Linked DNA regions of Mus musculus: region 2 is linked to region 1. The links are chromatin contacts, called in public HiChIP or PLAC-seq maps. All regions are on one chromosome and are shown on one strand. The core of a region is the stretch at or near the end of the contact, and the rest is flanking DNA. Distances in the headings are between cores, read along the strand shown.

Region 1 (6,789 bases), core at 2,220-4,719:
TATCTTTTTCTTTTTCTGTGAGCCTTCTTGGTTTAGGAGTGTATGGCTTAATGTCATTGGCTGAGCTCTGAGCAAAAGTGTGTTAGACTTCCACTCATCCGGTTCCCACATTTGTTATCATCCTTGGAGGAGTGAAGTCTCTGCCTCCTGTACCCTTGGTTCTACCATAGGGCATGTCTGGCTTCAGGGTGAAGGAAGCATTCTGCAGCCTGTACAGTCCAGCTCTTTTGTACCCCAGTCAATCTGGGGTAGCATTGAGTATTGGAAACAAATCTGGCTGGCTATGGTGCCCAGTGGCCTTCTAGGGGACAAGGGAGTGTCAGCTCTGGAGAACATTCCAGGGTGAAGGACATTTAACACCAGCGCTGCTGTTTTCAGAAACTGCCAGTCATTTCTTCACTCGGCAAACATGCAACAAACCTTAAACAGTACGAGATCATGGACCAGGCCTGGAAATACAATCTGAGCAGAACTGTCCCTACCAATGGGGAGGCCAGGTCAGTAAGCAGATAGTATGCCTGAGCCAGAATGGAGTTCACTGGTTATTATGGGAGCCCTTAGCCTGCATGGATGAAGGAAAGAGGAGGAGAAGAGGCAGGGAAGGATTTCCAGGGTGGAAGCACCTAAGCTAAGGCAAAAGGAAACGAAAGCATCCAGGCTAAGGGAACAACATATGCAGAGGCCGAGAAGCCAGTGTTGTTCCTCACTGCCCCAACCTCTCCTCATCACTTACAGACTAGGCCAGGATCTGCAACTCACCCTCTCTGATGCTGTGGTACCCTTGACCTTCCTTGCTGTAAATGAATAGAATGTCGTTCTAGAACCTTTGCTCCCATGGGCTCCACCCATCCCTTCACATAGAGCTGCCTGGGTCCTGCCCTTGACTCCCTGGGTACCGGTCCTTGAAGAAGACCAGCAACCTGGCAGGACCTCCCCTGACCTTTTCCTGCATTGTCTCCCTCTGTTGGTAAGCCTATGGCAATGGGCAACACCGCCCTTGCCCCAGATCTCAGCTAAGGCCAGCATTTCCGGTCACCTGCTTGGGTGGAAGTGAAAAGCCTTCTCTGCTCTTGTCAAGCCTTGGGTCCTCACATAGCAGGGGAATCTCCTGACCACGCATCCCAGCCACAGAAAAAGAAAGAGAAAAACAGAAACAAACAAACAGATCTCTATTTTCTTCTTCCATATTTTCAGTTAGGCCTTCTCCTTGTCTCCTCAGTCCAAAATGACTCTCCCTCTCCCCGCAGCCTTGTTCTTTGGGAAGGCACGGGACTGCACGGGAGTCCAGTCCTCTTCCAGGACTCAGTGGGACTCAGCTTTCCATCAGGCCACCTGGAACAACAGCTCTCATTCCCCTTTCTAGATAAGCCAGTTGTCTACATTCTCTTCCGCTTTGATTTGGTGTTCCTGAGCCCAGAGAGACTGGTCTTACAGAAGGCCAAAGGCCTGGACTATTGTCAGGGAATGTCATGGTGATTTCATTCAGGGAGACAGGCATAAGATGATGTTGGTGATGGTGATAGTCATGATGGTGATGATGGTGATTGCTATATGTATTTGTGTGTGTGCATATCTATGTCTATGTAGGTACACACACATAAATGGGTATACAGAAAGTTAACATGTTAATCAAGCAATTATTTTTAAAAGTGTTTTTTCTTCCTTAGGGGAGAAACATTCTCACCTTCTTGGTGGGGGCATCTGAGAGGTTAGCCTAGGGAGCATGAGTGTCTGGGCTGCCTCATACCGCTGTTCAGGCTGGACACTTGCCCGGCTCGGAAGGCAGGTGGGTGGGCTATACTCTGGCTCATGCTCTGTAAGCTGCAAGCACTGGTACAGAACTCGAGAAGACTTTTTCTGATTGGCACTAAAACACATTGGGACTAGAAGAGACTGCTGGTACCACATGCCTGTTTCCAATGAAGGCAGAGGGAAGAGATCCAGGTTGGGTACTCGGATGTGTTCGTTGCTTGGCAGACACACACAGGTGTTCCAGCTGTTAGCGCAAACTTCCCTCAACACCTCTAGGAAGGTGTTAGATTACTCTCTGCTTCCTTTCACCTCCCCTGGAAAAATTCTCAGTAATAGACCAGCTTAGCAGCCCCCAGTTAAACGGCAGAGAGCCACTCCTCCGAAATGCCCTATCCAAATGGTAGAAAACCTCAGAAGACTGGCAATATGCCATGGGCAGAGCTGGGGAAGACAGGCTTCTCCAGGACTACAAAGTAGTGTGGCCCCAATGAGAGGGCTTTGACTACAGGTGAGAAACCACACCCACGGTGACCCAGCGTGCCCCCTTCCAGGAACAGAGCTGAGACCTGCCTCCACAAATACAAATGCGCACATGCAGGCTATCCACTGTGGCAGTGTTTATCACAGCAAAAGACTGAAAGACGTCAAATGTGGAGCTGCTGATATATGGCTCAGTGGATAAATGCATTTGTCTAAGCCTAATGACTCAATTCCTGGGATCCATAAGATAGAGAGAATTGACTTCTACAAGTTGACCTCTGACCTCCATATGTATGCCTTGTCATTTGCATATAACTAACTAAATAGGTATAACTAGTAATTAAATGTAGAACTGTAGAAGGTCAAGTGAGTAAAGTGTGGCCTCCCTCACTCACTGACACACCTCCCAGTCCGGAGAGGCAATCTCCTTTTCAAAAATATTTTTGTCATATTTGTTGAATCCCAGATGTGCAACTTGTGAATGCAGAGAGCTGACTATAGATGCGTTTGCTCATCTGCTGTAGTAGAAACACAGCAGACGAGTCAGACTAAAGAAAATGGTGGTGTTTGAGGTGTGTAGGGAAAGGGTAAAGATGGGCCTTCTCTCTGAGAACCTTTAAATCTGGTTTAGGGAGCTGAGCAGAGAAGGGCCTCGGTTCAGATGTCCAGCATTCATGTAGAAGCCAGGCATAGCAGTAGGTTTGTGTAACCGCAGTACTGGGGAGCCCAGACCAGTGGCTATCTGGAGCTCACTGGCCAAGCTAACAGAATCAATGAGTTCCTAGGGTTACAAGGCAAGACCCATCACTGGAGACTGACCCCATGTGGTGAGCCATGCTTACCACAGGGACTAGTGGGCAGACTTACAGTGCCAGGATTCTGGTCTCACTTCACAAGTCTCATGTTTGTAGCAAAAAAAGGGAATACCTCTATGGTGTTTAAAGGGAAAAAGATCTACCACCTTAACTCAGTGCTCTGCATACCTAGTAGCAGTCATTAGGTGCCTCTGTATTCTGGTCCAAAATAAAAAACTCCAGTCAAGTCATGAGGAAAATGAAAGGCACAGTATGAGACAATTCTGCAAGACAGCGAGACCTACATCATCAAACACAAACTCAGCACTCAAAAAACACTGGAGTGTATTTTATACTTATAAAACCCAAGAGGCAGCCATTGAGCTGGGCATGCCGGCACATGCCTTTGATCTCAGCATTTGGAAGCAGAAGCAGAAGATTGTCCCAAGTTCCAGGCCATCCAGGGATACATGGAGACCGTGTCTCAGACAAACAAACAAACAAGAGGAACAACTGCCAACCAGCAAATGAACTGTGGGAACTCAGGATAGTGCTTATATTTTTAAAACAAAAATCCATGACAGGCATACTGGGATAGTTGGCGGAGTTTGAATGTGGGCTGTGTGTGGTGTTATTTTTGGAAGGATTGTTCTCTTTCTTAGGTTAGATAAAGTTATCGTTGTTAGCCGAGAGTGTCCTGATTCTTAAGAGAAATGTGTGATAGTGTCAAAAATTCTCAAAAATTTGAGCCATGGTGTATATAATAAATAGAGAACTCAGGAGAGGGCTAAGTAATGGGTGATGAACATTCATAATTGGATGCTTATCCCTTCTGAGTATTTTCTAATAGGAAATTTAAAACATGCAGAGACTGAGAGTCCCAGGTTTTCAGGCTTGTGCCATCTTCTTCCTCCTGTCTGTCTGGCCATGTCTCTTCCTCTTTCAATTGAGGAAGGAGAATATCTTCCAGTGTTGGAAAGAGATTCTCTTTCCTCACCAGCCTAAAACATTGTCTCCACACAGGTGAAGACCCCCTCGTGGATGACCAAAATGAGCGAGATATCAATTCAGTTGCTGGTGTTTTAAAACTGTATTTCCGAGGACTGGAAAACCCACTCTTTCCTAAGGAAAGGTTTCAAGATTTGATATCTACTATTAGTAAGTATTTTACAGGTGGGATGGCCCATTGCTTCATGGATCTTTATAGAAGTCGAAGTGCTGGCCTCTTTATCCTGCCAGGCACAGGAGAGGAATACTATGAACAAAGTATGGTTCTTAGAGAGCTTAAAGTCCCAGATCTCTAGGTAGCACAATGGGCTAATGGACATGGTATACTCCCTAAGTACAACAGGAGCTAAGAGGAGAAGCAGAGAGAAACCTGTAGTCACAGAGTAGGCCTGGGGGAGGGACACGAGCAAGACTGCCAAGAGGAGGGGATTCGGGGAAGCCTGGAAGGGTTGGGGACAGTGGCCCAGTTGAATCAGCAGGACAGAGCATGGTGCAGTCAAATGTAGCAAAAGGAGTAGATTTGAATGTCTTTGAAGGACCCTACAGCTTTGTACCTTGATGGGTAGGGATCCATGGAAGGTCTAAGGAATCAGGTCAGCAAACAAGGGGAATGATGATAGTTAACTGACTGGGTGATTATCTCTACACTGCTGGTCATAAGGTACTTGACTGATGGAAGAGATGCTGGCCATCAGGATATGTCCCAGATGTAGGACAGTAGGAGATGGTACAGATGTGGGCTCACATTGTTCTGCCTTCAGCATGTCTTAGAACATATCCTCACTGTTAAATATTTGCATGTCACCTTCTAATTAAAACAAAGGATTTTCCTTTTTTCTCATATTAGTGATTTAAGTACCCTCTTTATAAAAAAAAACCCTGTCTTTAAGAACTATGATGTCGCTAGTAGCCATAGGAGGGTAGCTGGCATGGGTGACTGACAGGAGGGTCTAGAGGATTTATAGAGGAGCATAAGAAACTGACCGTGAGCTGTCCTGGGTGAGACTTCTTTCAGCCAGGTCTTGAAGGTGAGCTAGAGGGACCACCCTGTTGAAATTGAAGGCAGGCAACATCAATCCACATGCCCTATACAGTCAGGGCATGGGGGTGACGGATGCCAATATAGACTTCCACTTACTCTTCAACCCCACACAATGCCTACTCAAGAAGCAAGAACCCCAGCTTTGGTAGTAGCACCTCATCTAGACCCATTGTCCTAGGTCGTTTTCAATGGAAGAACAGTGGCCAGAAGATAAGGCATGCAAGAGTGTCAGTAGCCCTGTCATGCTGGCTACTGAGGAGAAAAGGGGTCTTTTGGAGGTTGGAGTTCTGTGAGGAAAATGTCACTGACAACGTGTGGCTTGTCCACCCTACACACAGCATTGACACCTCACTTCTTGTAGTTCTGGTTTGCCAACTTCATAGGTGTTCCGTCTTGCTGTGCCATCACACCAGCATTTGACTCTATGGTTCGCCTGAGAACAGATCCCTGATCTAGATCCTGGGCAGGCGCTAAGCTTTCTGGTCAATAGGTCACTCAAGAAGAGCCCGTGCTTGCACTATTCTTTTCTCGGTGACTGCAGCATTCCCAGGCCTGTGCTATGTCTGGTGCCTCTCACATTTTACTAAACCACTGTCCCTGTCTGTGACACCAGGACTCCAAGGCTGCCAGTGACTGAAATCCAAACCATCTGAGTCCATAAAACAGTTTCAGATCCTCTACCAGAAAACTAGGCAATTCATTTTAGGCTTCACATGGCCACTCTGTGACTCTTCTGACCATCAGATAGGTTTCTCATTTCTGGCAGAACCCTTGCTGTTCCAGATTTTCTGCTACCCAAGTCCCAGGCACCTCTCTATAGGATTCCCCACAAGTCCTCAAGACCAGCTCAAAGAGATTCTAAGTAGGCTAGCCCCCAACCTGTCTTGTTCTGATTGGCTCTAGCCAGGATCTCATATGAATCCCAACTGAGAGTAGAGCCTTCCTGATTGATCCCTATAGCTGATGGGGGAGGTGGAGCCTAGAGACATCTACTGCCTTGCTCTCCAAGGGTGTTGGTCACCTTGAACTCTCTGTACCTTACAGAACTGGAGAACCCAGCTGACAGGGTGCACCCAATCCAGCAGATCCTCATCACCCTGCCCCGCGTGGTCATTGTGGTCATGAGATACCTCTTTGCTTTCCTCAATCAGTGAGTACCTGGCCTGGGGAGCCCTCTGCCACTGGCCTCCTCTGGGCCAAGGCTCTTATGAATGCTATTTTATAAATCAGAATATAGAAACTTCTGCATTTGGGTTGTGTCCCCACTTCCCTCTCCCCCGCCCCCCGCAAAAAAAGGAAGGAAACTCTGGGGGAGGCTTTGCCTTGTGGGTGAACAGTGAGTATCTGTTCTCTCCTAGCCTTTCCCAGTACAGTGATGAGAACATGATGGATCCCTACAACTTGGCCATCTGCTTCGGGCCCACCCTCATGCACATCCCCGATGGGCAGGACCCTGTATCCTGCCAGGCGCATGTCAATGAAGTCATCAAAACTATCATCATCCACCATGAAGCCATTTTCCCCAGCCCTCGGGAGCTAGAGGGACCCGTGTACGAAAAATGCATGGCTGGAGGGGAAGAGTACTGGTAAGGCATCCTTCCCCTTAATATTCCCGTTAGCATCACCCTATTGTTAAAAACAATCAGAAGCCTTCCAGTTTTCTCATTACCCTAGGGGACACGCACTATAGCTAGTTTTCCTTGTAAATTTTAC
Region 2 (6,789 bases), core at 3,185-5,684, 230 kb before region 1:
GTGTCAGTGACTGGCAGGCATGTTACAGCAACAATATGAAATATCTGGCAGGCATGGAACAAAATGGCTACCGCTATGTTGCTGCTGGTGGTGATGTATAGACCCCAACACAGGGACATGCGGCGGTCAGAAGAGGGTGTCAGATTCCCTGGAACTGGAGTAACAGCTGACTGTGAGCTGCCACATGGGTGTTTGGAACCAAGCCCTGGTCCTCTGCAAGAGCAGCAAGCACTCTTTCCAGCACCTACTGTATAGGCTTTCTGAACATTGCTGTGCCTGCCGCAGAGACCTGCAGCAGCAGCATGGGACTGTCACACAGTCACCCTGTTGTCTGTCCCAGGGGGAATGAGTCTAGTAACCCCTTCCCCCACCAAGCCTGTGGCTCCCCACACCACTCATAGTGAATGGCATGGCACTTACACGTGACTCTAAATCTAGATCCATATAAATCCTAACACAATACAAATGTTTTGTAAACAGTTGCTCTGCTGTGTTTGGGGACCAGTGACACAGAAAAAGCCTGTGTCTGTCTATTCAGTGCAGATGTAAGGGTATTTTTTTTTCTTAAATATTTTTCATCCCCTGTGGGTGAATCCATGGGTGGGGGACCCTTGAAATGAAGGCTGCAGACAGCCCATTCTCCTTTGCCAAACATGTGATAAAATCAAACCAAGGCAAATGCAAACCCCCTTCATTTGCATGTCTTTGATCAGGCAGTACAAGTGATTAATTCAATTAATGTCAGCCTTCATGTGCACACATTGTTTCAATATTTTGTTTTATTAAATGGGAAGTACACATAAAGAGCCTTGTGGCTTACTGAAGTGCTCTCTCTCTCTCTCTCTCTCTGTATGTGTGTGTGTATGTGTGTGTGTGCATGCACACAATTGTGCATCTGGTGAGGTGTGAGCTGAACTAAAAAGTAATTAAATACAAATCTAATTATTTTTTATTTTATTTTATTTTTTTAAAAGTTCTTCATATTTTTATTCTTTGTGCACAAAGACTAGCATGATCGGTTCCACTTGGCAGTCAGTCGAATCCATTCAAGGTCGCTTAGTCCAACTTAATGAAGCCTGTGTCCTTCGTGTACTGCCGGAAGCACTGGCGGCACACGTTCAGCCGGTATTTGCGGATCAAACCGTGACGGTTGGAGCAGACACGGCAAGAGCGGGAACCCTGGCCGAACTTCCGTGGGTGACTCCAGTAGAGCTGCTGGTCACCCATCTTGCCTTCAGACACCCAACGAGGAGAAAGGTCTAATTAATTTTTAAATAAATACCATTTTATATGAAAAATGAGTGCCATAAAATTGTAAGGTATATTTGTGCTTCAAAGAAAGACTTGATATTGTTAGTGGGAGTTATTTTACAACTCTGTCAAACAGCAGCGATACTGAATAATCTTGTTGGCTGTGCTGTAGCTCAGAGCTTGGCTAGCATGCACGGAGCCTGGGGTGACATCCCCAGCAGCACACAAGCTAGGGATGGCGGCACATGCCTGTAACCTCAGCACTCTACAGTCGGGGACAGAAGAACCAGGATGTCCAAAGTTATCCATGGCTGCAGAAGGAGAGTTTGACACTAACCTGAGATACTTGAGACCTTGACTCAAAAATAAAACAAAAGTACTCTTGCTTGTAGATGCGCAAGTGAATTCTGCCTAGTGGAAGGCTATCTTTTCCCATCCAGGGAAAATAGCCAGTTTTTTACCCAGTTTCCTTTGAACATTCTTTTATTCCTTATTCCTACCTTTTAAAATTCCATTTAGTGTGTGTGTGTGTGTGTGTGTGTGTGTGTGTGTGTGTATGGAGGTCAAGGGACAACTTGCTGGAGTCAGATCTCTCTCTCCATGATGTGGGTTCTGGGAATCAAATTCAGGTAATCAGGCTTGCTGGCAAGCTCCTTTACTCTCTGAGCCTCTTCACTAGCCCGTGCTATACCTTTTTAACTTGTCCTTGGGGCCTGCTAACACATCTGCTTGGTTTCTTCATTAACTCCTTAATGTGTGTTTGTTTTGTGGTATGAGGAACAATAGTAAATACTCTTTAAGAATTAATTGATGTACATGGATGCTTTGTCTGCATGGATGTTGGGAACTGCCTGAGTGCTTGGTACCCATGGAAGCCAGAAGTAGGAGTAGGATCCCCTGGAACTGGAGTTACAGGTGGTTGTGAGCCACCATGTGGATGCTGGGAGTTGAACCCGGGTCTTCTGGAACATCAGGCAGTGCTCTTAACCAATGAGTTCCAGCACCCCAAGGGTAAATAATTTTATCCATAAAAGTTATCCATTGATAAAGATTTCATTGTCTCTAGATTGGGCATTTGGAAGAGAATGTTCAAGAATCAGTTTATGGGCCTGGTAAGGCAAGCAGCTGACGTTATTTGTCACAGAGATTCCCGTTACAGTTATCAAGTGAAAATTAGAATATCTGCCTCCAGTGAGCTACACATCATTCCAATCTTTAAAGACCTAGCTCATAAAACTGGTAATTAACTTAGTAAATACGATACTGGATAATGAAATGAGACGCTCTTTGGCTGATCTGCTTAGCTTGGTGAGCAAATGATGAATGGGTATGTGCCGTTGCAAATGACGCATCAGTAAAATCTAAGTCCATAGAACGCGGCCAATAGGTAGGTGAGGTAATCCAGTATGAAAAGTTCACAGAAGGACTGGGACGTAGCTTCACGGAAGGATACATGCTTAGCACGCACAAGGCCCTGGGTTCCACCCTGGCACCAGAAAGCCAGACAGATTCCAAAGTGCACCGAAAGGGTGTTCAGTTCCACACGCAGTATTTAAGAATCTCCTGTGGATGTGTGGGCATGGGAGTGTGCAGGCCCCCGCACACACGTGGAAGTTAGAAAAGAACTTTTGAGAGTCTATCCCTCCTTCTTCCTCGGGTTCTGGGGATCAAACTCAGGCTGTCCGCTTACTCCGCGCGCGCACTTTGACCGACGGAGCCAGCCTCACACTGAGCTTTGATGTGATGACAAATACTGTTTTGTTTTCTTCCGCAGCCAGTGGCTTTAAGCACAAGTTCATGTGACTATAACCAAGCATTCCTAATCTCTGTGGGTCTCAGTTTCCTAAGCTGAGAAACAAGCACGGTTAGGTCAACCATGGGCAAGGTCTCCAGCACATTCCTTTGTCCTGGGGCTCCCAGAGGCATGATCCCCAAGAGCGCTGTCAGGGTGCTTGGCCTTATGATTTTCCCAAGCTGTATCTGAGTGCCGAGCCCTCTAATCCTGAGGTTTGGACAGCTTTGAGGCTGGGGAATGACTAAGAAGAGGGTGAGGCGGCTGGCTCATTTTCTCTGGGAGGCACGCTAGAGCTCCAGTCGTGAATTCATCTTGCCACCCAGTGGAAGTGGAATCCTAAACACAAAGCTTCAAATGCTGGTAGATTTTCCCAATTCTGAAATTGCTTTCAGCCAATATTACCTTTGCTTTTGGAGCACAAGCCAGGCTATTGTGCTGGGAATAATCCTTGTCTTACTGGAGTGGCTTGTGTTGCCATAGTTACTATTTGGGTTCTGTGCACCTAAAATTTCAAGTATTTATCAGGTGAAAAGAATTTCCTGCTCTCTCTCTCTCTCTCTCTCTCTCTCTTCCCCTCCCTCCCTCCCTCCCTCCCTCCCTCTTCCTCTCCCTCCCCCCCCTCTCTCTGAGTGTGTGTGTGTGTGTGTGTGTGTGTGTGTGTGTGTGTGTGTGTGCATGCACACGTGCATTACACTCTGCCTTTGGAAAATCAGAGTGAGAAAAATAGATATTATATTCTATTCAATGGCTATTTTCAGTGGGGACTGTCATATAAAGACCCGCAGAGAAACAGTTAACTCTCCAGCAGCGAAAAAAAAAAAACGGGTTTGGCTATGGCCTTGAAAAATGGAGTTATCAGCACCCCGCTGAGGCCCCGCCATCACTGCGGATGATGGATGAAAACGCACGTTGTCACTGCCAGTTGTGCAGCTCAGGAAATTGCACGAGGCAGCTGGTTATTTATGATGGAGCTACACAGAGCTGGTCAGCAGGTTTCTCCATTGCTGCCACACTGTGCCCATGGTAACTTTCTTCACAGTGCTGAAGGGTGGGGCAGAAGTTTTCGAGGAGGTGGCTCTCAGAGGGTGTATGTGTGGCTTAATAGCACAGTAGCTTAGCAGCTACTGGAGGGAGCAAGCTTGGCCATTCAGCATGTGTGACTATCTAGATGGATAACCCACCCGAGACCCGTGTGTTTGTGCTGCCTGTTTGCCTGGCTGCTTCGCAGGCTCGGAGTTGACCCACGGTGGTGCCCAGAAATAGTCCCCTCTGCCTGGTCTCCACGAGCTAGACTGCTTTTTTTATGTGGCTGTCTCCTAGGAGTCCAAAGCTATGCCACATGGCTGGAAGCTGTGTTTACAAGCTTTTCATCTGTCTTTCTTAACTTGTGGTTGCTATGGTTTCCTCAGCCTGCTGGGCCTAGCCCTTGAAGAGGGACAAGCTGTCCACTCAACCGAAAGCCAGAGGCACCAGCTCCATCAGCACAGGCCTTTTGGATATGTTCTCAATGATATCAGACCACCTTTCCATCCCGAGTCCCAGACTTCTCTCCCTTAACAAGGCAGCCTTGGTCATGGCCCCAGGATGATTCCCTCCTGCTGTCTGTCGCTGTTCTGTCTCCAGCATGTTTGTCTCAGCTGGGGTGTTCATGTTGCTTCCCACTGCCCTGACTTCTCAGTGGCTTAGATTTGCTTTGCTGAAATCTATGCAACTCTCTCACCAGCTTTACCTCATTATATGCAGGATACATTCACACCCAGGGTGCCTCTTGAACCCACGGCTATCCTTTGCTGCTGGTTCAGCATTCATTTATTTATTTCGGGTAACAGCACCTTGTGTTTTCCAGGTTCACCTCCCCCAACACATCCGATACAGTTCGCAAGGGTCTGCCGGCCTCACTCCACCCCCAAGGGCTAGCCAGTTAGGATAGCTGTTCCCTCCAGCTTTTACGATGGCTCTGAGATGGACACATGAAGCTGGGGTCGCAAAAAAGTGACTCCTGGAGTGTTCGTTACCAAGTCTCTTGCTCTGTGGTTCTATAGTGGGGTCTGGTGGAATCCTGATACGCAGGAGGTAGGGAGGGCTGCTATCTACAGAAGACAACAGCACGGAGAAGACAGCTGGGAGCACAGCAGATCTGAGACTCCATGTGCGCTCTCACTAGAGTCCAGACTCCGGGTCTGAAGAAATTCTCTTAATGCAAATGACTGTTTGACAGGACCCTAGCCATCCCAGAAAGGTAAACATGGCTCATGCAGGCCTTGCCCTTCTCCCTTGTTCTCTCTGCCTTGCTAGAAACCATTAGATTACATTCCTAAAGCTAGCCCCCCAAGGTCTATTTTCTTATATGACCGATCCCTCTTTCTGAGGCAAACTACCAAGTTCCAGCAATCAAAAGCCACCTTTGATTCATCTAATTAGCATGCCCAATTAAAATTAAACACCTCATCCTAACACAGGGCTTCCCTCTTTACCTTTATAAGCTGTCATTTGCCTATGGATCACAGTCTGTCTCCCTTCTATCCAGTGGCAGTCCTTGTTCCTCCAGGCCGTCCTTTGTCCCCCTCCGGTACAAATGCTCCTCCCCCCTCCCTTGCCCCTTTTTGTTCCCTTCTCCTTCTCCCTCTTCCTCTATCTCCTGTCGCTGTCTCATATTCCTGCCTTCTGTTCCCCTGGGACAAATCTCCTTTGTGCCGAGAACTTGGTCTTGGGGGTCCCGAGCCCCTACTTTCCCCTGCACTGTTTGAATTAGTTTCCTATGACTGGCATCTGAAAGAGTCTTATCTGACTGCATTTCAGTGACACCAGACTTACCCAGCATGCTTAGCTGCTCTGATCTGAGCCTATTTCCCTTGGTTGCAGTGACAGTGTGTCTCCACTATGCCATCTTTAAAGGGCACTCATAAACGCTGATGACTTCTGTGACCTCTGGCATCTTCTCACATTTCCCCCACTCTGCCAGTTCTCTCTCACTGTGGGCTGGCAGCACAGCATCCTCATTATAACCATGGCATTAGCATCCTCTTTCTGGGATGAAGTCACAGAACGTTGGCTGTGTCTGCACACAGCTTATGAGTTACAAAGCAGGGATGTGTACTCCAGGTCTGGCTTAATATTCATTTTGTTTCACTACATGACTTCCTAGGTATGCCTCGAAGAGTTAGTAATTGCCTCAGCTGGAGGCCTCTTTTCCCTAGCTTTTCCCCACAAGGAAGCCTTGTCTACTGCATACCTTGGAGATAATTGGCCTTGGCAGAAACCTGACACAAGAAAAAGATTGGGTCTGCTGGACAAACAGACCCTAACTTAAACCTTGCTTTTTACTTCCTCTGTCACAGTCTTGGTCATTTAGGTTCATTGAATACCTTAAGTCCCCAAATGTCATCCCATGGATAGTTTATAAATACCAGGCATTTCTCACTGTTATGTAAGTCTGAGACACTAGTGGATTGTCTGTCTGACGGTGGGCACAAGATATATATACACACACATATGTATATATTACACACATATATACATAATTTGCATATATGTATATATACACTATATAGATATACATACTATATATAATGTCTCCATGGTCCTAAGATGGTAAAAGAGAGAAGGCAGTTCTCTGTGGTCTCTAAAATACATTTAATTTATTCTTTGAGAATTTCATATATGTATATGTATTAGTTTGTGTTCTATTGCTGTGATGAAACACCATGACTGAAAGCAACCTGGGGAGGGAAGGGCTTATTTGG

The links. HiChIP or PLAC-seq counts read pairs in DNA pulled down with a chosen protein or histone mark.
Region 2: an H3K4me3 HiChIP or PLAC-seq map of embryonic basal ganglia shows a contact between it and region 1, with 4 times the contacts expected there. The contact joins two enhancer-like sites. A contact is called at or near these places in 1 of 15 datasets of contacts at CTCF or cohesin (the NIH/3T3 cell line) and 6 of 115 datasets of contacts at active chromatin or transcription factors (embryonic basal ganglia, embryonic forebrain, embryonic midbrain and 1 more).

What each region holds. Positions count from the first base shown.
Region 1 is chr6:112,738,756-112,745,544 of GRCm38.p6, reverse strand. Srgap3 (SLIT-ROBO Rho GTPase activating protein 3) reads left to right here. Exons shown (of 22, transcript NM_080448.4): 15 at 4,050-4,184; 16 at 6,121-6,226; 17 at 6,435-6,662. Among named protein-coding and RNA genes, the nearest start is that of Gm26799, 42 kb to the right of the region's middle. Within about 2 kb of position 3,469, at least 7 of the 459 cell types and tissues checked have an H3K27ac peak or open chromatin away from gene starts, as enhancers often do.
Region 2 is chr6:112,970,651-112,977,439 of GRCm38.p6, reverse strand. It overlaps the pseudogene Gm6134. Among named protein-coding and RNA genes, the nearest start is that of Srgap3, 27 kb to the right of the region's middle. Within about 2 kb of position 4,434, at least 114 of the 459 cell types and tissues checked have an H3K27ac peak or open chromatin away from gene starts, as enhancers often do.